Regions from separate parts of the Mus musculus genome. Here regions 1, 2, 3, 4, 5 and 7 are each linked to region 6. The links are chromatin contacts, called in public Hi-C and promoter capture Hi-C maps. All regions are on one chromosome and are shown on one strand. The core of a region is the stretch at or near the end of the contact, and the rest is flanking DNA. Distances in the headings are between cores, read along the strand shown.

What was found. Promoter capture Hi-C pulls out the DNA fragments that hold promoters and counts their contacts. Hi-C and Micro-C count contacts between places; a contact is called where the count stands out from the background.
Region 1: a promoter capture Hi-C map of pre-B cells shows a contact between it and region 6, with 4 times the contacts expected there. The contact joins the promoter of Wdr48 here to the promoter of Zcwpw2 in region 6. A contact is called at or near these places in 3 of 39 promoter capture datasets (hippocampal neurons, liver and pre-B cells), 1 of 484 Hi-C or Micro-C datasets (the G1E-ER4 cell line) and 2 of 9 other capture datasets (adipose tissue and liver).
Region 2: a promoter capture Hi-C map of pre-B cells shows a contact between it and region 6, with 4 times the contacts expected there. The contact joins the promoter of Exog here to the promoter of Zcwpw2 in region 6. A contact is called at or near these places in 2 of 39 promoter capture datasets (liver and pre-B cells) and 1 of 115 datasets of contacts at active chromatin or transcription factors (thymic regulatory T cells).
Region 3: a contact with region 6 is called in a Hi-C map of CD8 T cells, with 8 times the contacts expected there. The contact joins the promoter of Oxsr1 here to the promoter of Zcwpw2 in region 6. A contact is called at or near these places in 3 of 39 promoter capture datasets (the C10 cell line, liver and pre-B cells), 2 of 484 Hi-C or Micro-C datasets (CD4 T cells and CD8 T cells), 3 of 115 datasets of contacts at active chromatin or transcription factors (fibro-adipogenic progenitors, microglia and thymic regulatory T cells) and 1 of 9 other capture datasets (liver).
Region 4: a contact with region 6 is called in a promoter capture Hi-C map of pre-B cells, with 4 times the contacts expected there. The contact joins the promoter of Gorasp1 here to the promoter of Zcwpw2 in region 6. A contact is called at or near these places in 2 of 39 promoter capture datasets (liver and pre-B cells).
Region 5: a contact with region 6 is called in a promoter capture Hi-C map of the 3T3-L1 cell line, with 11 times the contacts expected there. The contact joins the promoter of D730003K21Rik here to the promoter of Zcwpw2 in region 6. A contact is called at or near these places in 2 of 39 promoter capture datasets (the 3T3-L1 cell line and hippocampal neurons).
Region 7: a contact with region 6 is called in a promoter capture Hi-C map of pre-B cells, with 4 times the contacts expected there. The contact joins the promoter of Acaa1a here to the promoter of Zcwpw2 in region 6. A contact is called at or near these places in 2 of 39 promoter capture datasets (liver and pre-B cells), 4 of 484 Hi-C or Micro-C datasets (CD4 T cells, CD8 T cells, the G1E-ER4 cell line and 1 more), 1 of 115 datasets of contacts at active chromatin or transcription factors (thymic regulatory T cells) and 2 of 9 other capture datasets (adipose tissue and liver).

What each region holds. Positions count from the first base shown.
Region 1 is chr9:119,893,488-119,896,187 of GRCm38.p6, forward strand. Wdr48 (WD repeat domain 48) reads left to right here and starts at 1,408. Exons shown (of 19, transcript NM_026236.3): 1 at 1,408-1,470. The coding sequence starts at 1,423. Gm2449 (a long non-coding RNA gene) reads right to left here and starts at 1,425. Exons shown (of 7, transcript XR_871350.2): 1 at 1,339-1,425; 2 at 40-160.
Region 2 is chr9:119,443,643-119,446,342 of GRCm38.p6, forward strand. It overlaps Exog (endo/exonuclease (5'-3'), endonuclease G-like), which reads left to right and starts at 1,318. Exons shown (of 6, transcript NM_172456.4): 1 at 1,318-1,508. The coding sequence starts at 1,346.
Region 3 is chr9:119,321,141-119,323,840 of GRCm38.p6, forward strand. It overlaps Oxsr1 (oxidative-stress responsive 1), which reads right to left and starts at 1,287. Exons shown (of 18, transcript NM_133985.2): 1 at 865-1,287. The coding sequence starts at 934.
Region 4 is chr9:119,936,170-119,938,869 of GRCm38.p6, forward strand. Gorasp1 (golgi reassembly stacking protein 1) reads right to left here and starts at 1,389. Exons shown (of 9, transcript NM_028976.2): 1 at 1,289-1,389. The coding sequence starts at 1,348. It overlaps Ttc21a (tetratricopeptide repeat domain 21A), which reads left to right and starts at 1,437. Exons shown (of 29, transcript NM_028735.3): 1 at 1,437-1,581. The coding sequence starts at 1,555.
Region 5 is chr9:116,325,791-116,328,613 of GRCm38.p6, forward strand. It overlaps D730003K21Rik (a long non-coding RNA gene), which reads left to right and starts at 1,533. Exons shown (of 4, transcript XR_871324.2): 1 at 1,533-1,855.
Region 6 is chr9:118,039,590-118,042,289 of GRCm38.p6, forward strand. It overlaps Zcwpw2 (zinc finger, CW type with PWWP domain 2), which reads right to left and starts at 1,270. Exons shown (of 9, transcript NM_001378466.1): 1 at 630-1,270. It overlaps Azi2 (5-azacytidine induced gene 2), which reads left to right and starts at 933. Exons shown (of 8, transcript NM_013727.4): 1 at 933-1,369.
Region 7 is chr9:119,339,893-119,342,625 of GRCm38.p6, forward strand. Acaa1a (acetyl-Coenzyme A acyltransferase 1A) reads left to right here and starts at 1,402. Exons shown (of 12, transcript NM_130864.3): 1 at 1,402-1,793; 2 at 1,933-2,026. The coding sequence starts at 1,623. Myd88 (myeloid differentiation primary response gene 88) reads right to left here and starts at 126. Exons shown (of 6, transcript NM_010851.3): 1 at 1-126. The coding sequence starts at 67.

The DNA.
Region 1 (2,700 bases), core at 158-2,657, 1.9 Mb after region 6:
TTACAGTACCAAGCTGGAATTCCTTCCAGTAGAACAGACCTCAAATCCAAAAGTAATTGGTTGCCCTCATAACCCTACAGCAGCGGGCACATCTTGCCTGGCAAGGTGGTCGGCTGGTTTATCACGGATGCTTCTTTTTCCCTGGCAGGATTCACAGCACCTATGAAAGCCAGTCATCACAGAGAAGCCAGTCATCACAGAGTCATCACAGAGAAGCCAGTCATCACAGAGTCATCACTGACAAGTTTTTGGGTCAGTGCACTTTGATGTCTCTGTGTCCAGCTACCAAAGTATACAGTGTCTCCAGCAATAGTGTCTTACTACTTAGTTTCGGTGGGCAACCAAGTGCAACAGCTATAGCCTGTATTGTTTTAGGGGCTTCTGGGTCTTCCCTGACCATGTCATAGAAAGCTATCCCATGCCTGGCATTGAGATTTTCATCTAATAATGCATGTCTTTTGGGGGGAATCATTTTCCATCCATGCAAGTGTATCTCTTTGAAATTCTGTATTTTAGATTTACTTCTATTTTGGGAGAGTGTTCTACCTGCGTCCGAAAGGGGGCGTGTGGGACTGGAGTTTATTGCAGCTCATGAACTCCCAGGTGAATGCTGGGAACCAAACCCAGGTCCTCTGCAAGTGCTCTCAACTTCTCAGCCATCTCTCCAGCCCCTTTGTATTTTTTAATTAGTTTATAAAGGTAGTGGGTTTCCATAGGGGTTATAGTACTTTGGTCATGTTTTTGCCAAAACGATCATTTAAAATATATTGTCAAGTTAGCAGGGCCTATGCGAACATTATCTCACTTAACATCCTAAGATCCATATTATAGCTGTACAGGCACACGTCTGTAATTCTGAGAGTCTGGGTAAGATCCTGAGGGGGCTGGTGAGATGAATCACTGGATAAAGGTGCCTACTGCCAAGCCTGAGTTAGAATCTCAAGGCCCACATAGTGGAAGAAGAAGACTACCACAAGTTGTCCTCTCCGCTGGTGTTTGAGAACAGCCAGGACTACACAGCGAGACCATGCCTCAAAATAACTAAATGACAACAACATTTTATTATTATTATTTTTAAAACCTATAAATATGGAGTTAGAGACGTGGTCCAGTTGCTAAGCACTGGCTTAAGTGGCTGGGGCACGACTTAAGCACGACTCTCTTGAGCGCTTTCTCTCTGCATGCAGGCGCTGGGACGGCCCTGGGGCTTAGCTGCACAGAGGTAGACCAGTACGGGCCCCCAAGCCCTGGTTCCAAGAGCGTTCCCGCCCACACGCTGCTATTTCTCCGCCAGCGCCTCCCCTCGCAACCAGCCCGGAAAGCCTACGCCCTACCTACCTTCTACCCAACCACAGAGTAGGGCGGGACATCCGCTGGCGCTTCAACTCTCCCGGAAGTGACGTCGGAGTGTCAACATGCAAGATGGCGGCCCATCACCGGCAGAACACAGCCGGGCGGAGGAAAGTGCAGGTATGGCGGCCCGGCTCCGCGGCCTTGGCGACACTGCCGTCGGCTCTGGTACCCCCGCGGGCGGGCGGATGCCTCGGGCCGCGGCTGGCCGGGTTCGACAGCCGGAGGATGGCGGGGCGGGGCGCAGCGGCGCGAGGGGTGGGGCCGGGGCGCCAACGGCCTGAGGTGGCGGCGGGCGGACTGGGCGCGCGGGCCTCGCGAGCGGTCGCGGGGAACCGCCGTCCCGGCGAACCGCCGTCCCGGGACACCGGGCCTGCGGCGGCGCCATGGGCCTGCTGCCCGCTCACCTGCCTCTGCTCTCGGCCGCCTTCCTCCGGAACAGCCGCGACCCGGCGGCGGAGGCCTCGCGGCGCCCGCGGGTGGGTGAGGCCGGGAAGCGAGGGGCCTTGCGGGGGCGTGGCGGGTCCGGGTCGCACGTGGGAGCGCTGTGCTGGAGGAAATGACAGTGTCCCTTCCTTAGCGATGGGCTTTGCCTCCGCCCTCCACCGTCCTCACTATGCATCTTCCGGGCTTCCTTTTTAGTCCTCATCTCCCTAACGTCGGAATCTCCAGTGATGAGCTCGCTGACCCGCACCGTGGGTGCTTTGGGTTTCCCCAAATCACGTTGGTTTGGTGTACGTTTGAGTTTTGCTTGCTGCCTTGTGTGCTGGGGATAAAGCTCGTTTAGCAGAGCCCTTCCTGTCCTGAGCAAGGTTCAAACCCCCTGCTCCACATAAAACCAGGCATGCTTGGTACCCGCCTGTACTTCTAGCGCTGCTTGTGTGTGTGTGTTTCTGTGGTGACGACAGGGGAATCGGAAATTCAAGGTCATCCTCCAGTACCTACCAAGTTTGAGATCAATCAGTCTGGGCTACACGAGACACACTGCCTTAAAAAAAAAAATGCATTCAGTCATTAAAGTGGACTGAGTGCATAGACTTGCCGCACAGAGGAGAAGAGACTAAAAGGGTTTAGCAGTCAGTAAACACTCCACGGATTGAACTCAGTGTTCAGAAGGGAGGGCCAAAGGTGAGTAACCCCAGCATAAGGCTGGAAAGCTGTGGCATTTTCTGAATGAGTGTCCTCTTTATAGTACTGACTTCCATTTGTTGGCCCTGTGTGCTCACTAATGGTTGTTTAATGGTTAGAATTGGGCTGACTGGGAGATGGTCAGTCTGGTGGAAGGCCTGTAGCACAAACATGAGGATCTGAATATCTGCGTCCACGTAAACATCTCTATCCCCTCACTTG
Region 2 (2,700 bases), core at 68-2,567, 1.4 Mb after region 6:
ATTGATCTGAGTGGGAGTCTATTAAACACGAATATTCTTCTTTTTACAAAAAATAATTTACGGTCTTCAGAGTGAGTTCCTGGACAGCCAGGGCTACACAGAGAAACCCTGTCTTAAAAAAAAAAACAAAAATAATAACAATTTACTTAATTTTATTTTATGTGCATTGGTGTGAGGGTGTCAGTCATGAGCTACCATGTGGGTGCTGGGAATTGAACCCAGACCCTTTAGAAGAGCTGACAGTGTTCTTAATCACTTAGCCATTTCTCTGGACCTTATGTTCTCCCTTTGTCAGTGGGCATTTGCCCATCAATTTTGTCTAAGACCAATTTGAGAGGTCCCATAAAGTGGCTAACATTTACAGTGTTACTTGACGGCATGCATCCCGTGTATACCACCTTAGTCCTGAGATGAATCCCTATCGTCTAAGATGATGATTTTAACTTCTTTTTTGAGACAGGGTCTTGCGATGTAGCTGAGACTCATTTGGAACTCACTATGTAGTCTAAGCTGATCTGGAGCTCAGAAATTCCTTCCTTGTCTTTGCTAGCGCTGGGGTTACAGATCGGCTCCACCAAGCCCAATTACAGTTTATTACATCGACTTATTTATGTCTGGCTGTACATACCTGTGCATGTAGGATGGCAAGCCCATGCCTGTGACGGTGAGAGGACAGCTTTCAGGAGTCAGTCCTCTTCTACCAAGTAGGTTCCAGGGACTGAATTCAAGTGTCAGTTTTGGTGGCAAGCACCCTTACTGATGAACCATCTTGCTTGTCTAGGCACAAATTAAAAGAGATAACATGGACTGACACACTGGACTAGTTTGGTAAGGATTTAACTTCTGAGCTCTGGCCCATCCAGAGTCTCTGGCTACCATTGAGTACTGTTTTCCCAGGAAACTCGATAGGTGGTACAAACACTCTGATGTGTATTTTGACTTTGAAGCAAGTGCCCCAAACAGTCCAATGGGGTACAGGTTTTGGAATCACATCGAGTTGGATCCCAGGTTAGGAGATCTTTGATGGATCATGAACAAGCATTTACTCACTATTAAATGGGACTAAAGACAATTTCTTCAGAGGACAGTACACACACACCATTAAATTGACAAGCTAGGACACTTAACCCATCCATTAACTGGCCAGGACCAGGGATGGAGGTAGGCGTGCCTCCCCTGCTGGACTCTAGGGGACGCGCGAGACCCTCAGCAGCGAAGGCCTCTGGGAGGCGGTTCGGGATGGCGCATGCGCGCCTGGTTCCGGAGCCGGCGATTGGACCATTCCGGCCTCGGAGCCCCCGCGTGCGCATGCGTGGCAGAGACAAAGTGCTGGCGCCCGCGAGTCATGGCTGCAAAGAGCTTCGCTTCCCGTCTCAGGGACTCGCGGCGATTTCTGAATGGCTTCTTGGCCGGGGCTGTAGTGGGCGCCGCGGGAGCGGGGCTGACGGCGCTGCAGTTTTTCCGGCGTCCGGACGCGGAATCCGCGAAGCTGGCGAGGCAGCCACACGGTGAGTCTGCAAGCCTAAGCCGGCTCGGTTCCCCACTGCTCCCCCAAATTCTTCACCTGGCTGCGGGCTCACACGTCACCACCCCTCCATCCTTAGCTCCACCCCGAGCTGAGACTCTGTTTGTTCTCCACCTTAGGTGCAGCACAGTGCCTGGTACAGAATTGGCCTTCAGTAAGTGTCTTAGTTTCTTTTCCTGTTGCTGTGACAACGTATACCTGACAGAAGCAACTTAAGGGAAGGGTCTGTTTTAGCTCCCCGTTCGAGGTGCACCCCATCGTGGCGGGGAAGGAGCTCGAAGCAGCTGGCCACGTCAGGAAACGGACGAATGCGTGCTGCCTTTTGGCTCCCTTTTCTCCCAGTTTATACAATGTGGCCACGTCCCTCCACTGTCAGGAAACGGACGAACGTGCTGCCTTTTGGCTCCCTTTTCTCCCAGTTTATACAGTGCGAATCCCAGTCAGGGAATGGCCCAGCCCATAATTAATCTGGGGATCCCCATATCATTTAATACAGCCAAGATTCCCCCTCTCCCCATAGGAATACCCGGAGGCCTGCTTCTCAGGTGTTTCTAGATTCTGTCAAATTGACAACATCACAACAAGAATGTTTGAAGGCGTTTCCGTAAAGAATATCTGCTACCCAGTCTTCCTAGTATGTACATCCTTAAATTTACGGGGCATCTTATCTTTAGACAGAGAAGTGAGCACAGACCCATCTCATTCCAGGACGTGCTGAACCACCCGCTTCTTTTGACACTTGCCATTGTGCCAGAGGACTGCTCTGGGGAGGCATGGGGAGGAGTCACTTGGAAGCAGCTCCGGGTTGAGTCCTCTAGGAGGAAGTGTCAGTTTCTTAGCCCCACTGCAGTGAAGGCTGCAGTCTGTCTTTCCTTGAACTGAAACACTGGGGAAGTATCAGTGAGGGACAGTGTGGGTGGGCTTGTTTGCTCTGTTTTTGCTTTGAGCCAGTACTCACTGTGACCCAGCCAGGCATGAGACATGGAGAAACAGGTGTGTGCACCCACTCTTGGAGTTAAGGTCTTTTAAAAAACGAAATGGATACTTAACCTGGCAGCTGATATATCATGTTGATGAAAAACTAAAATGATGGCCATTTTTGTCTCTATTAGTCGCAAGACGTTCCCATTCACTTTTATACTTGTAGCACTATGGTTTTCCTTTGAATTCTCCCC
Region 3 (2,700 bases), core at 37-2,536, 1.3 Mb after region 6:
ATTTCTATGGCCACTGCATTACTGCTGGGCTACAAACTCTCCCTCATCCCTAGCCGCTTAACCTCCTCAAGCACGCTGCACCTCTGAGAGTAACAATCCATGCTTGCTGTCGACCAACTGGTATTCTCGGATCTTATTCAGGGCCACTTCACACATAATAGCCAGATTTATGGAGCGAGCCATGGTCCCTAGTTGAAGCCCTCCAAGGACAACTTGAAACTCCAAATCTTTACCATAGCTTTAAAGGTCCCTGAGACTAATGTGTGCCCTCTTTCTGGTCCCTCAACTTATCAAGCACTCTCTCTCTCCTCAGAGTCTAAGTATTTTCTTATTCCTCAATGGAGGGGGAAAGGCGATCTTCCTCCGACTCGCTTTGAGGGCTCAACTTTTCCTTGAAATCACGTAACTTGTTCAAACCACTCCTTATAACATCTTGCCCGGTTCCTTCCGGCCACCTACTGAGACCTGTTACCGCTTTTCCCATTCTTTCTATGTAGTTGACGTCTGCCTCCGGGATCTGAGAAGTCAGTTGTAAAGAGCTAGAGGCGGGTCTAACCTGCTCAGCACCGGTACCTGGAGCTGCCCTCAGCCTCACACCTGCGAAATAGTGCATCGTCGCGTGGATGCAGGGATGGACTCAAGTGCACAGACCCCACAATCCCAGAGCCACGCGGCTCTGCCCACGGACCCTAGTGCCCCCTGAGCCAGGCCTGCCGCCCATCCACATGGCTCTTCTGCACAGGACGCATCTGTCTCAGGTACGCTTCTCCCTCCGAAGGGAGCCCCACCCTAGGCGCACGGCTCGCACCAGTGCCCAGCAAGGCTCGGGCCCAGAACCCCGGCGCGTCGCCCCTCGGCTCTCACCTATCACCTCCTGCAGCTCGTAGTCGTCCCTGTTGATGGACCAGGGCAGGGCGCTCGAGTCCTCGGACATGACGGCTGCAGCGCCTGGCTCCGTGCTCCTCACGCTCCGGGCTCTCAGGTCACCTCGCCGCGCGCCTCCCCACGCCCAGCCGCCGCCCCCAACCCGCCGCTTGGCCCAGCCTTGGGGCGCACAACGCCGGGGCGCGCGGGTCAAGCGCGGCCCCGAGGCGGAGACGCGCGGCTGCGACCGACCTCGCCTCCCGCGGCTCCGCGTCCCGCAGTCCCCGGCCCAGCCCACGAGCCGGCCTTAACCTCCGCGGCACCGCGAAACAAGCTTCTACCCAGCCCTGCCCCTCCGTCCCGCCCTCCACCCGAACCCCAAGCACGGGCCAAACTTTCCCTTCTCCCTCCACCTGCCGACACGCAGCGCGCTGACGTCACCACGCCGGGGAAGCCTGGCCGCGGCTCGCCGCCCCCCGGCCGCCATCTTGAGTGTGGCCGGACAAGAGGCAAGCGAGAAGGAAGCCGGAAAGAGTGGAAGTCGATAGTTAGAGAGCAGAAGTGCTCGTGGAGGAGTTCACTGAGGGCGTCTGAAAGCCAAAACAGAGCAAACTGCCGCAGAACGAGGAGCCACACCAAGCATGGCGGCCACTGAGTGCTAAACCGAAGGAGCGGCGCTTCCTCTAGAAGCTGAGGGAGGGGCGTTGCCCTCTCTGCTTTGCATTCATTGGTTGGTTTGAGAAAGCATGAGAACGGCAACTGGAGCGTGTGGACATCAGTCATATGTTAGTCCCGCCTCCGGGAACTTGACTCCCAGTTCCTACCGAGCGCCAAAACCTTTCAGGACCGGGTTCGCTGAGGTGACGTCACGGCGTCACGGTCACACCCTCGAGACGTGCAAACCGCGCCCCGGGGTGTGGAGAAGCCCGAGGGAGCGGCCGGGTGGGGTGCGCGGACGAAGGCCAACTAGGATAAAAGGTCTTGCGGGCTCCCGAGTGGAGCCGGAAGCTCGGCCCGTGATGACATTTTTTTTTTTCCTAAGGCGGAAGTACTCAGCGCCGCCTCCAGGATCCGGGAGGAAGCGGTTTCTGTCTTTTCTCCGCTTCGGGTCTAAAGAAACAGCACCTGCCTGGGACCTAGGTTAGTTGTCTCTGCCCAGGCAGCGCCTTGACTGTTCAGTGGTTTCTGTCACGCGACTTAGGGGTCAGCTCTAGGCCCCCGGCCCTGGCTTTTGTCATCTTCACAAAAATAAGTTCCGTTTTCTTGGCCTTAGAAGATCGCGCTTTGGTGAAACAAAACATTAAAACATCAACCTGGACAGGGTCGCTGCGGACAAAGTGTTCAGCTGAGCAGCACTGCTGAGCTCTTCGGTGGGAAGGCCATGAGCGCGTCTGGTTGATAGGACTTATGGAACATCTCAAGAAGAGGTCCCATTTGGGCCAGACCTTACAGTGCTAAGGGGATCTCAGCAAACAGAAAATGGGAGGACAGAATATTCCAGACCCGGCAAAGGTGCAAGGTCTTGCTGTAGAAATGTGTTTCAGGGCTGGAGAAATGGCTCAGTGGTTGAGAGCACTGACTGCTCTTCCAGAGGTCCTGAGGTCAATTCCCAGCAACCACATGGTGGCTCACAACCATCTGAAATGGGATCCAATGCCCTCATTTGGTATGTCTAAATACAGCTACAGTGTACTCATATATATAAAATAAATAAAATCTTTAAAAAAAAAAATAAGGAAGGAAGGAAGGAAGAAATTTGTTGCAGCCACTACTTGTGACACATTTAGTGCGTGTGATAACTTTTTCTTGCTGGAAGAAGAATAAAAGTAACATCGA
Region 4 (2,700 bases), core at 139-2,638, 1.9 Mb after region 6:
GGCCAGTCTGATCTACAGAGTGAGTTCCAGGACAGCCAGGGCTACATAGAGAAACCCTGTCTCAAAGAAAAAACAAGCAAACAAACAAAGGGACTGGAGAAATAGGTCAGCAGTTAAAAGAGCCTATTATTCTATCAGACGACCTGGGTTGAGTCCCCAGCATGCAAGTGTGACAGCTCCCAAATGCCTATAACTCCAACTTAAAGGGATCTAAAACCTCTGGTTTGCACACTCGTGTGCACAAACAAAAACAACACACACACCAAAAACACATCTCTGTAACGGGTCCTCATCCTCTGACCTGATCAACCTGTCCCCCTTTAACCAGCCCCCCTTGCCTTCACTCCGTCCACCACCCCCACCACCTCACTTCCCTCAGCCCTTGTGCAAAGATCCCAAACTCCTGACTTCCCGTGAACCTGTTTTAAAACACCCCCGGTTGGATGCATCCCAATGTCTGCCAACCCCCAAGCACAAATCTTGTCACTTTGATCTGTAAAGCCAATGTGGCTCTCCAGCTAGAAACCGCTTCCCTAGCCCTGACTCCAGACTTCCTTTGACATAGACCAGAGAGGCATAATGGCTCAGGAGGCAGGCGCACGCAGATGGATTTCTGTAGGTTCCAGCCCAGTCTAGCCTACATAGCAAGTTCCAGGCCAGTCGGGGATACATAATGAGACACCCACAAAATAAATAGATAGATAGATAGATAGATAGATAGATAGATAGATAGATAGATAGATAAGATTTAAGAGGAACCGAGAAAGAGCAGCTGAGAGTTTAACAACAGCTTGAACTAAGTACCAAGATCCTGTCTGAAGGAATGAAGGCAGGCAGGCTGACCCAACAGCCAGACAACCTGACAAACCTGCCCGCCTCCACACAGCTCTGCATCTACCTGCTTTTCAAAGGGGCAAAACAGGGGAGCTGAGTTCAAAGATCTTTCTATCCCCAACTCCATACGGCGTTCTTTATCAACCAGACTATACTTCCCAGCAGCCTGTTCGCTCGTACCTCCCTGCAAGTGACACGTAGGGCCCCATCTAGGTCTCGGGATGTTTCACTCTGGGGTCCCAATGCCCACCCTGGCTCCAGTCATTCTGGCCACTTCACCCCCTCTTCAGCAGCTTTCCCAAAGCCCACGAGCTCTCCCAGCCCCTTGCAATGCTCCTTAGAGAAGGGGCCTCGGATCTTGGACGCGCTGGGCCTCGCAAGGCATGCAGGGAGGTCACTGCAGGCCTCGGGGCTGTGCAACCCTCCCTGGTGATCTTCCACCACCCCGGCTCACCCCGTGCAGATGGAAGCCCTCGCCGCCCGCCGGCTGCTCGCTGCTTGCCCCTAGCCCCATGGCCGCCCTCTCCCGCTGCTGCGTGGCCTAGTCACGTGGGGCCAGGCCACGCCCTCCCGGATGTCACAGTTCTTAGCAACAGGCCAGCAGCCAGGTTGCCAAGGACGCGCGCGCCTTAGACTTCCGGCCGTGAGCTGGGCTGCGAATTGGGCGGCCAGAGCTGGGAATCCCGCTCAGCCGGTCATCACCTGAGCCGGGCTGCAGCCATGAGCAGCGATGACTCCTCTCTCATGGTGCGTGAACTCTGGGCCGCCTGCGCTCGGGACTACTTCTGCAGTCAGGACTGCTGCCCTGGGCTAGCTCTCTGCTCTCTGACCATTTCTGCTCTGGGGTTACCTTTCTGCTTTCTCTGGCCATCTGCCCTTGGGCCACCCTCTGCCACACCATCCACCCTGCTGCCTGCCCTCTGGCCATCTCTACTCTTAGGCTACTTCCACCCCCCAACCACCTCTACCCCTCTGTTCACTACTCTGGCAGCTTCTAGAAGTCCTTCCATCTTCCTCAGCTCCCTAACCAAAGCATTTCCCCTCAGTGTCCTCTGCACCCCTAGCCTCAAATTAGCACCCAGACCTGATCCTATCCCCCAAACCAATCCGTGCCTGTCCATTATCGCATCTGCCTCCCACCTAAGCCATCTGTGTTCCACTGCTATGAGGTCTATGCCCACCTCCAACCCTGTTCCTAATCTAACGAGAAGTGTCAGCTTCCAAAGTCTCCAGAGCCACCATGTATCTCTCCCTTAGACACCTCTGGCCTGGTTTCTCTACTTGGGCTCTTTGCACCAGCACTACTGCCTGGCATTACCCATGTGCCACCTGCAGCCACCCACACATCACTGCACGCAACAGCCAGAGTCATTTCTTTAGAATATCATTTGAGGTAACTGGGGATCTGGCTCAGTTCCTAGAATATGCACCAAGCCCTGATAGCCATAAAACAGGTGTGGTGGTAGGTGCCTTTAATCCTAGCACCGGAGAGGTGGGGAGGGAGGGTCAGAAACTCACCATAGTTGAGTTTGAGGCCAGTCTGGGATACATGAACACCAGGCTCTGCCAAAAGTTTTAAAAATCTGAAAACTTCACTCCCCTACTTAAAGCCATTCGAGCTGGTTCCTGTTGATGACCCTGTCTGACGTCTAGGCTCTTTCAAATGGCCCATGAGGCTTTTACGACCTAACCACATCTATCCCCAACTCAACACCCACAAACCTTAGAGGAAGTGAGCTTTTGCTTTGAAATCTCAGCCCCAATTACTGTGTGATCTCCATGGGCTGTGTCTCCCTGGGCTTCAGCTTCTTTAGCTGTGAAAGATACCAAGATGTGTATAGCGGAGGACATGGAGACCCTGAAAAT
Region 5 (2,823 bases), core at 283-2,782, 1.7 Mb before region 6:
TCATGCACCCCCACCCTCGTCCGGGTCTCACAATCTTCTCCTGTCCTCATTCAAAGCATTTGACCAGTTACAAGTCTCTGTATTCACCACTGTCCACTATAAAAGAGAAGCTTCTTTGGCCAAGCTGTGGGTAGCAATAGTCTGTAGATATAAATATAAGTTCTTAGGAGACGGTGTAGCTATATGTCTATTTTTTTTAAACAAAATATCTACCTTTCCCCCTAAGGCTTATGACCTTCCAAGCCAAAGTTTGTTTTCAGCTTGTGGGTCTGTTTGCTTGAGACAAAATTCTACTATGCATTGCATGATAGCCTTGAACTTACTCTAGCTCAGGATGGCCTCAAAATTAGAGTAGTCCTCAGCCTCACAGAGTGTTGGCATGCCAGGTGTGTATCATGATGCTTAGAGACAGATTTCTTTCTAACCAGTTATAGATGTAAAATTATTCTTAGTTTGTGGATCAAATCAACCAACAAACGAACAAATCAACAAACCAAGCAAACAGTCGGTAAAACTAAAAACAGGTGGCAGGCGAGGTGCTGGGTTATCAACAGTAGGCTGGCTACCACCCCAAACGTCTTCAATGCCACTGGTAAGTTCCATACATGAGCTTGCTTCACTTTCACTATTGTGGCACACACACACACACACACACACACACACACACACACACACAAAACATATACCTTGACTAAAAAAATGTATGTCAACAATGAGATCCATGGATATGGCTGCTGGGTGATATGTTGTTTGCCTAACTCTGTGTATAAAGATAAATATGCATATATACCCTTGCAAGTACTCATAAATACTCATACACCTAGACATAGAACATAAACATATATTCCTTGAAACAATTCAGGATTCTAGACATTTCCAACTGTTGCTTTCACACATTTAGAAGGGTTACTTAGCACTGTCCCCATTTTCTGGTTCTATAACTGTGTTTTCATGACTTGATCTTATCAAATCCCAACACCCCCATCTTCCCTCATCCAACCATGTGGTTAGTCACCAGGTCAAGCCCAGTTCCTTGAACATTAGTGGATTTCCACCTAGAGTCAGGATGACAATGAGTGGGTTTGGCTGTAGGTACATGGAGTATGGTAACGTAAGGATCCATGAGTCACTGAAGAATGATACCCCAGACTCAAATAGTACGTAAACGGAGAGTGTTTTACTTTGCAGAAGTCCAGCATGCTGGGGTCTCTCCAATGCCAAGATAGAGAGACAACCAAGTGAGCTTGCAGGCCTGATTTAAAGCACATTAGGTAATTCTGGGATAGGTGACTTCTATGTTAATCTGTTGGGTCTATCTCTATGGACATTCCATTACTGGGGTGTAGGAGCTGTGAACCTGCTGGGAAGATCTAGAAACTGTTGCTGAGGAAGTCTGGAAACTGCTGCTGACCCATTGTCCTTGCCTCACGATAGGTGGCAGGGCAGCTTCTGAGGCCTGGACTTGCCTGGACTTGCCCAGTTCTTAGAAACAGAGATTTAGGCCTAGTCTCCTTAACTGCCAATGTGAAGCCTGTCATGGAATCAGCCTAGCTTCCATAGGCCTTCTCAGTACCTATCAGAGCGATTTGGAATTTCATGGTTCCAGGAAGTAGCTAAGTAAGTTCTGTATTCAGCTCTTGTTCTAACTGGCATAGAGTCCAAAGTGAGCAGGAGTATTAATCAAGGAGGAAGAGCCCGTGTAAATGTGGAAAAACTCCAGGATTGTGGCTTGGAGGTCACAAAAGTAAGTTGGAACTTCCAGGAACCTCTGCCTGATGCTTCCAACTTCAAACACACCACCGACTTGCAGGGAACGCTGGCACAGTTGATTATTTTCTAATGGACATCTACCCAGGTGAGGAGCTGGGGAACCTGAAGGAAGAGACCTGGTGAGGGACACAGAACTGTATGCTTGGCTTCTGCCCTCTGTCACAGGGAGACAGACATCAGCAGTTCCTGTGTGACCCACAGCAGCTGAGTAATGCGCTCTGAAATGTCCTATCTCAGTTGGTAAAGTGCTTGCAAACCCCTGGGTTCCAAGCTCTGCAAGGCACAAAGTGGGTATGGTATCGTATGCCAGCTATCACAGCACTTGTCAGGCAGAGGCAGGAGGACCAGGAGTTCAAGGTTTTCTATCTATTGCTATCTAGTGGGTTGGAGGCCAGTCTGAGCCACGTAAGATGCTACATACGAACAAACAAACAAATGGCAAATAGCTAATGTGGGCCTTCCATACCCTACCTTGTAGATTCTTTCTGCCCTGAGACTATGAAGAGATAGAATCCTGGTCCTCAGATGTCTCCCCTAGCTAAGTCAGCACAGAAAATGGACTATGTAAACTCCCTTTCCTGTAGAGCTGGTCTGAAGTAATCCGAGATGGTTTTTGTAAGACTTGGTAAAGTTCCTTCACCCTCTTTCCAGTACTGTCCTGGGGAGAGGGGGAGTCGGCCTTTATCCTTGGGAGATTGCACAGATTTAGAAACTGATCTTACACGGAGGACAAGAGAACAGCCTAAGAAGTCACCTCTTCTCTGCCTGGGGGTTTTCTCCCTCCTGCGGGGTGCTCAGAGGGCTTCTCCTGGAAGCCCTAGGACCAGCAGGCCTGGCTTCCTGCCTTTCTCTAACCAGGGTGGCAGGGGGCCTGCATCTGCCTCCCAGCAGCCTTCCTGTGTTGACAGCACCCTTTGTTCTTCCTTTCTCCCTAGGGAAGATGTTGGCTTGTCTGTTCTGGGCAACAGATTTGGGAAAAAACACACTTTTGTCTTTTAAAGGAATTTATCATTGTTCTTCTGAAGACTCAAAAGAAAAGTCACCTTACACTGA
Region 6 (2,700 bases), core at 20-2,519:
GCCTCACCATACAGTTCAATGTTCTAGCATGCACAAGGCTTCGGGTTCAACCTCCAGCACCGCATTGCTTGGTAATGTATAAACCCAAAACCTTGGAGTCAGAAGCAGGAGGTCAGAGAAAAAAAAATTCAAGACTTTGAGGGTAGCCTGGGCTACTTGAGGCCCTGCCGCAAATTTAAAATTAAAAAACAAACGTACAAAAATATGAAGATTTAACAAACTACAGACAGAGAGAATTATAGATGACTAAAATTCTTCACCCGGTGGTGGAAACAAGTGTGTTTGTGGCCATTCTGGGATGCATAAGACTCTGCCTCAAAAAACAAACAAACAAACAAACAAACAAACCCGGAGGATTATCACCTAGAAATAACCGAGAGAGGAGACAACTCTAAGAGCCAGAACAAGTCAAGAGTTGGCCATGGGCTCCTTTTCTCCTGCTACACAGAAGAGCATCCCGGAACCCCCATGAAGTCAGTGAGCGACCTTGCTTCAAAAGATACCCAAGGAGACCGCCACGCGACCCGAAACACGGGGCCTGCGTGGATTCCAGGGGCCCCAGACACGCATCAGCTCTCGGGTTAGCACCACGGTGACAGGCGCCTCTGAGCTGAGCAGCACGGACCCACCTCACGGAATCCCAGTTGCCGCTGAGTGGAAAGGACGCGCTAGAGGGCGCCCTGAACGCGCGCCTCAGCCCAACAGCAGCCAGCCTGCGACGCTGTCTCAGCTCCACTCCGCCTCCCCGCGGCTGGGCGCGACACCTCACCCGCCGCGGGGACCACTGGGACTGGTAGTACGTACGCCCCGCCGCGGAGGCTCACGGGACTCGTAGTGCGCCTCTGCCCTACCGCAGAGGCTCATGGGACCTGTAGTACGCCCCGCCCCGCTAGAGCGCCACTTAGCGGCACCCTATATAGTCTTCAGGTCCGGCTTCCGGTTTCGTCGCGCTGCGCTGGCACCCAGCCTGTGCGCAGCGGCGACACCTTTGTGGGCGGCGGGGCGTTCGTAGACCCTTCTAGAACCCTCTAGGCCTCGCCGCCCCTGAGCGGGGCAGCGGGCGCCGGCGACCCCGGAGTTGACGCGCGTGCTGCTGGGTAACGGGCCTGTTCCGGCGGCCCCGGGCCGCCCCTGCTCGGTTCCTCTGTGACCTCCAGGGCCCCTGACTGCGGGAGCCGCGGCGGAAGACATGGGACTCCCTCGGTGCACCTGTGACGGCCACCTTGACGGGGGAAGCGGTGGCGTCTTCGAGGAAACCGGAAGCCCGTGGTGACCCCTGGCGACCCGGTTTGTTTTCAGCCGGCTTCCAAACACTGGGGAAGCGAAACCCGGTGGCCTTGGGGACCGCCCTACGTAGCCAGGGTTCAGGGTGAGTGGATCGCTCGCGCTCGCCCGGACGGTGGAGACAGCCAGGAGGGGCCTGGTGGCTGTCGCCTGGCCAGACGCACTTCGCTTTCTGTCCCCGGCGCCCTTCTGCTGTTCAGAGCGGCCCAGTCTAGCATCCCTGGTCCCTGCCATCCCACAGCCCCGCTTCCACGGGCTTTTTTTTTTTTTTTTTTTTTTTTTTTTTGCCTTCCCGCTCGGGGATTGCTCAAGTTCGGTCCGTGCTCTTGACTCGCTGGGAACGCTTTCAGTTTTATTTCCTGCACTGGGGTGGCATTTATATCGGAGAGGGAAAGAGGGACGTGGGTAGTGCCGGTGGCGTCTGGGAGTGACCATCAGTCTAACTTGCATGTTTCAGTCCCGTTTTCCGGCTGGGTTGCAAGGCAGGCTAACAGTGGTCCTCCTCGCAAGGAACTCGGAATACTCAGAAAGAGAGATAAAATACCCATGGAAGCTACTAGAAATCAGAAATACCATGTGATGATCAAAAACATTGACATACTGAGACTGAAATTGACCTCTAATCCTTAAGTACAGAAGAGCCACCCCACCCCCGTTTGAATTTTAAGTTGGATTGAACAAAATCTTAAAACAGTTTCATTTCTAGTTCTCAAAAAATGTTCTCCTTACCCTGTCTGTAGTGATCACTCCATCGTCTTAAATGGAAAACAATTGGAATTATTCGCTGAATGGCTACAGAGTGTTGAATGCTCTAGGTTTGTAAATGGACGTTTTCATGTAAATGCGAGAGATTCATTGATGTCTAAAAGGCAGCTTGCTGTCGTGGGAATGCCAGTGGATTAGATGGATAGCCCAGATGTGTAAGCATCGAGTTTTCCACTTCCTCTCTTGAGGAGAAGGCTGCTTACTCTGACTTTCTCCTTCCCCCTTTTCTGAAGTCCAGGGCTTGCTTACCCTCCAAGGCACCCAGTTATAATTTCTAAGAGCTAGGCTGGCTCTGAAGTTGACAACTTAATTTGTATGTTTAATTACTTCATCTGTAAATTGAAGAGTGCTTACCCATCTTAGTGCTTTTTTACATTGATTTAATGAATTCTTAAGAACAAGTCAGGGGGTGGTAGCACATGCTTTTTTAATAATCCCAGCACTGGGGAGTCTTGAGTTGCAGTCTAGCCAGTGCTACAAAGTGAGACATCTTCAAGAAAAAAAAAAGGGGGGGGGGGGGGAGCACAGTTTCTAGCATATAAGTGCCTCTAGCAGAAGTGCTTCGGTAATGGTACCAGAGCATGCCATGCTTACTGAGGGAAATAATATGATTTTTAAAAAAAGCTGAATAGGATGAATATAACTTTAATG
Region 7 (2,733 bases), core at 152-2,651, 1.3 Mb after region 6:
CCAAGGGTATGGAGAACATGAAGGAGTCCAGGGACCCGGATCCCACGCGGGGGTCTCCCGCAGACATGGCAGGCAACCCTGGGCCCCCGGTGCCGTCCAGTACGCTCGCCTGTGGAGTTTCCTACTTCCCTTAAGTCTCCTGCCAGCCCCTCCTTCTTTCGCTTTCCGAGAAGCTCCGCCCTTTGCTAGAATCTAGACTACGGGGCCAGAACTACCCAGCCTAAAAGTCAACCCACTTGTGCTTCTAACGTTTGCTCACCTCCCCTCGAAGGTGTGAGAATTTATATAAACCGCCTCTGGCATCTGCCTTGGCCCACCGATCAAGGTGGATGGACTAGGCGATCTGGTAGTGGTTATTATGCATGGTTAGCTCAATCAGCCTTGTTTAGGACTTGAAGGAGTTACAGCCCTTCTGTACAGTAATTTATATTCTGGTAGTAGGGAGGGAAGAGACAGACTGGCTTCGGAAGTAGTAACCCGAAGGCTCAGTCTACCTTTAGCTATCTGATGTCACTTGTGACTCTGCTTTTTAAAGGGGAAAGCCCACGACCTTGCCCATAAATTGGCATTTAGGGTATCTTGTCCTTTGTTTTCTGAGACAAACAGCACTACCTTCCCGGGGTCTGCAAAAAACACGCGGAACCTACCACCTTACTCTTTAACGTTGGGTCTAGACCCAAGGAAGATTTTTTCGTTAATTCACTTGGTTAATCTATTTAGGTGTCAATCTCCAATACTGGGTCTCCCTCCACCCTCCACCCCCATCCCCGGGTTTAGTAGAATTCCTAGGGGAATGTGGGCACTAATGGCACTATCCCAAACAAACGTAGATCAACAGGCTTAAGACGAGTGGGGCACGTTACAGTTAGAACCTGCCTGCCGTTCAGCACCTTAATCGGTTCTTCACACCAGCCCGGAACCCAAAATTACTTTGTTTTCTGAGAGAGCTTCTGTGACAGCCAACCCGGTTGGGGCTTAACTAGGTGCCTCAACATTTTCTAGGTCCTCAGTTCTCGGTTTTGGGACCCGGGGCTGAGCACAGCAAATTTTGATGGGAGACAAGGGTCTTCTCGGGCTAGCTCAGCAGAGAAGCCATGGGCCGGGCTCCGCCTTCTACGCGGCTGCGCGCTGAGCTCAAGGGGAGGGACTCCCTTGAGGCTGAGTTCATCCTAGGAAACCAGAAGTTTGGGAAACCTCCTTCCCCAATGTCTACAAAAGGTTGTGCAAACTTGGAAGTTTCCAGTCTGCCTTTCAAGGAGGATTAAGAGTGCGCATTACGATTGGCTTCCGTAGGATTGGCGGGCGGGGCTTTGAGTGGAGAGAAAGCGTCTTAGGACGGGCGTTGGGCGGGACTCTGGGGCAAGGGGTGAGTGGGCGGCCCTCAATCAGACTCCCCTTAATCTAATTGGTTGTACCTAGGAGTGGGCAGGCCCTCTAAAGACCCCATCCTACCTCTCGCAGTATCATTCTACCGGGGTTGTGATCCCCTTTCAGGCCTTGCGACGTAGAAGGCTGTCCTGCGCCTGCGCCCGCGCCTGCGCCTGCGCCTGCGCCTGCCATCATTCCTGTTCCTAAAGCTCTGCACCCAGAACCTAAACGAGTAGGTAGGACCCACCTCCGCGATGCATCGGCTGCAGGTAGTGCTGGGCCACCTGGCCGGCCGGCCCGAGTCGAGCTCCGCGCTGCAAGCTGCGCCCTGCTCCGCTAGGTTCCCGCAGGCCTCGGCCTCCGACGTGGTGGTGGTGCACGGACGGCGCACCCCCATCGGCCGCGCCAGCCGTGGAGGCTTCAAGGTGAGGCCCCTCGGGCGGGCGAGGGGAGCAGAAGGCGGCCAGCGCGGATGGAATTCTGCCGTCGGGGGTCCGGTGACCGCAGAGTCCCCGGGCGGGGATGCGGGAGCTGGGCTCACCGCTGCTGCGCCTCGCCCTGCAGAACACCACCCCCGACGAGCTTCTGTCGGCCGTGTTGACCGCGGTTCTCCAGGACGTGAGGCTAAAGCCTGAGCAGCTGGGAGACATCTCCGTGGGTGAGCTCCCCTGCGGGTCCTGCACCGGCCCTCCCCCGCCCTCCTCCCGAAGCTTCACTTTCTCTCCGAGAACCTGGGTTTCACTGAGCAAGACTACAGACTCCACCGATTTAAGTGGGATGGTTGAAGGACCCTTTTACAGGGTTCGCCTAAGATCATCGGAAAACACAAATATCTACATTACGATACTTAACAGTAGCGGAATTACAGTTCTGATGTAGCAATGAAAAATAACTTTATGGCTGGGGGTCACCACAGAAGCCTAGATGTTCCTGGAGACTGCAGGAGGTGAGAAAACGCAGTTCTCTACCTACATGGTGTCCTGGGTTACAGGTGCAGATGGATTCACCCCCACCCTGTCCTAACCCCTGCTTTACCTGAACTAGAACATAGAGTAGGACACGGTCTTGTCCCGAGGTGCCAGCCTGTTCCTCGTCCCTGCAGCAACGCAGGGCTTGGCGGAGGACACTTGGGGAGGTGAGCAGTTGCAGACTCCCTTTGCCCATGGCTCTGCACAGTGTCTCTTACTCTAGAGTCTCTCCTGTTACCAGGCAAGCCCTTGCCCCCAAGCCTGTGATTTAGAGGAGCATGCTCTGGCCCTCCATCACTGGACAGGTGGATGACAAGCTGTTGGGTAGCTGTCTCCCTATTTTCCACACACTGAACTTTTATAGTTTCACATGAGCCTGGGAAAACCCTAAAGTGAT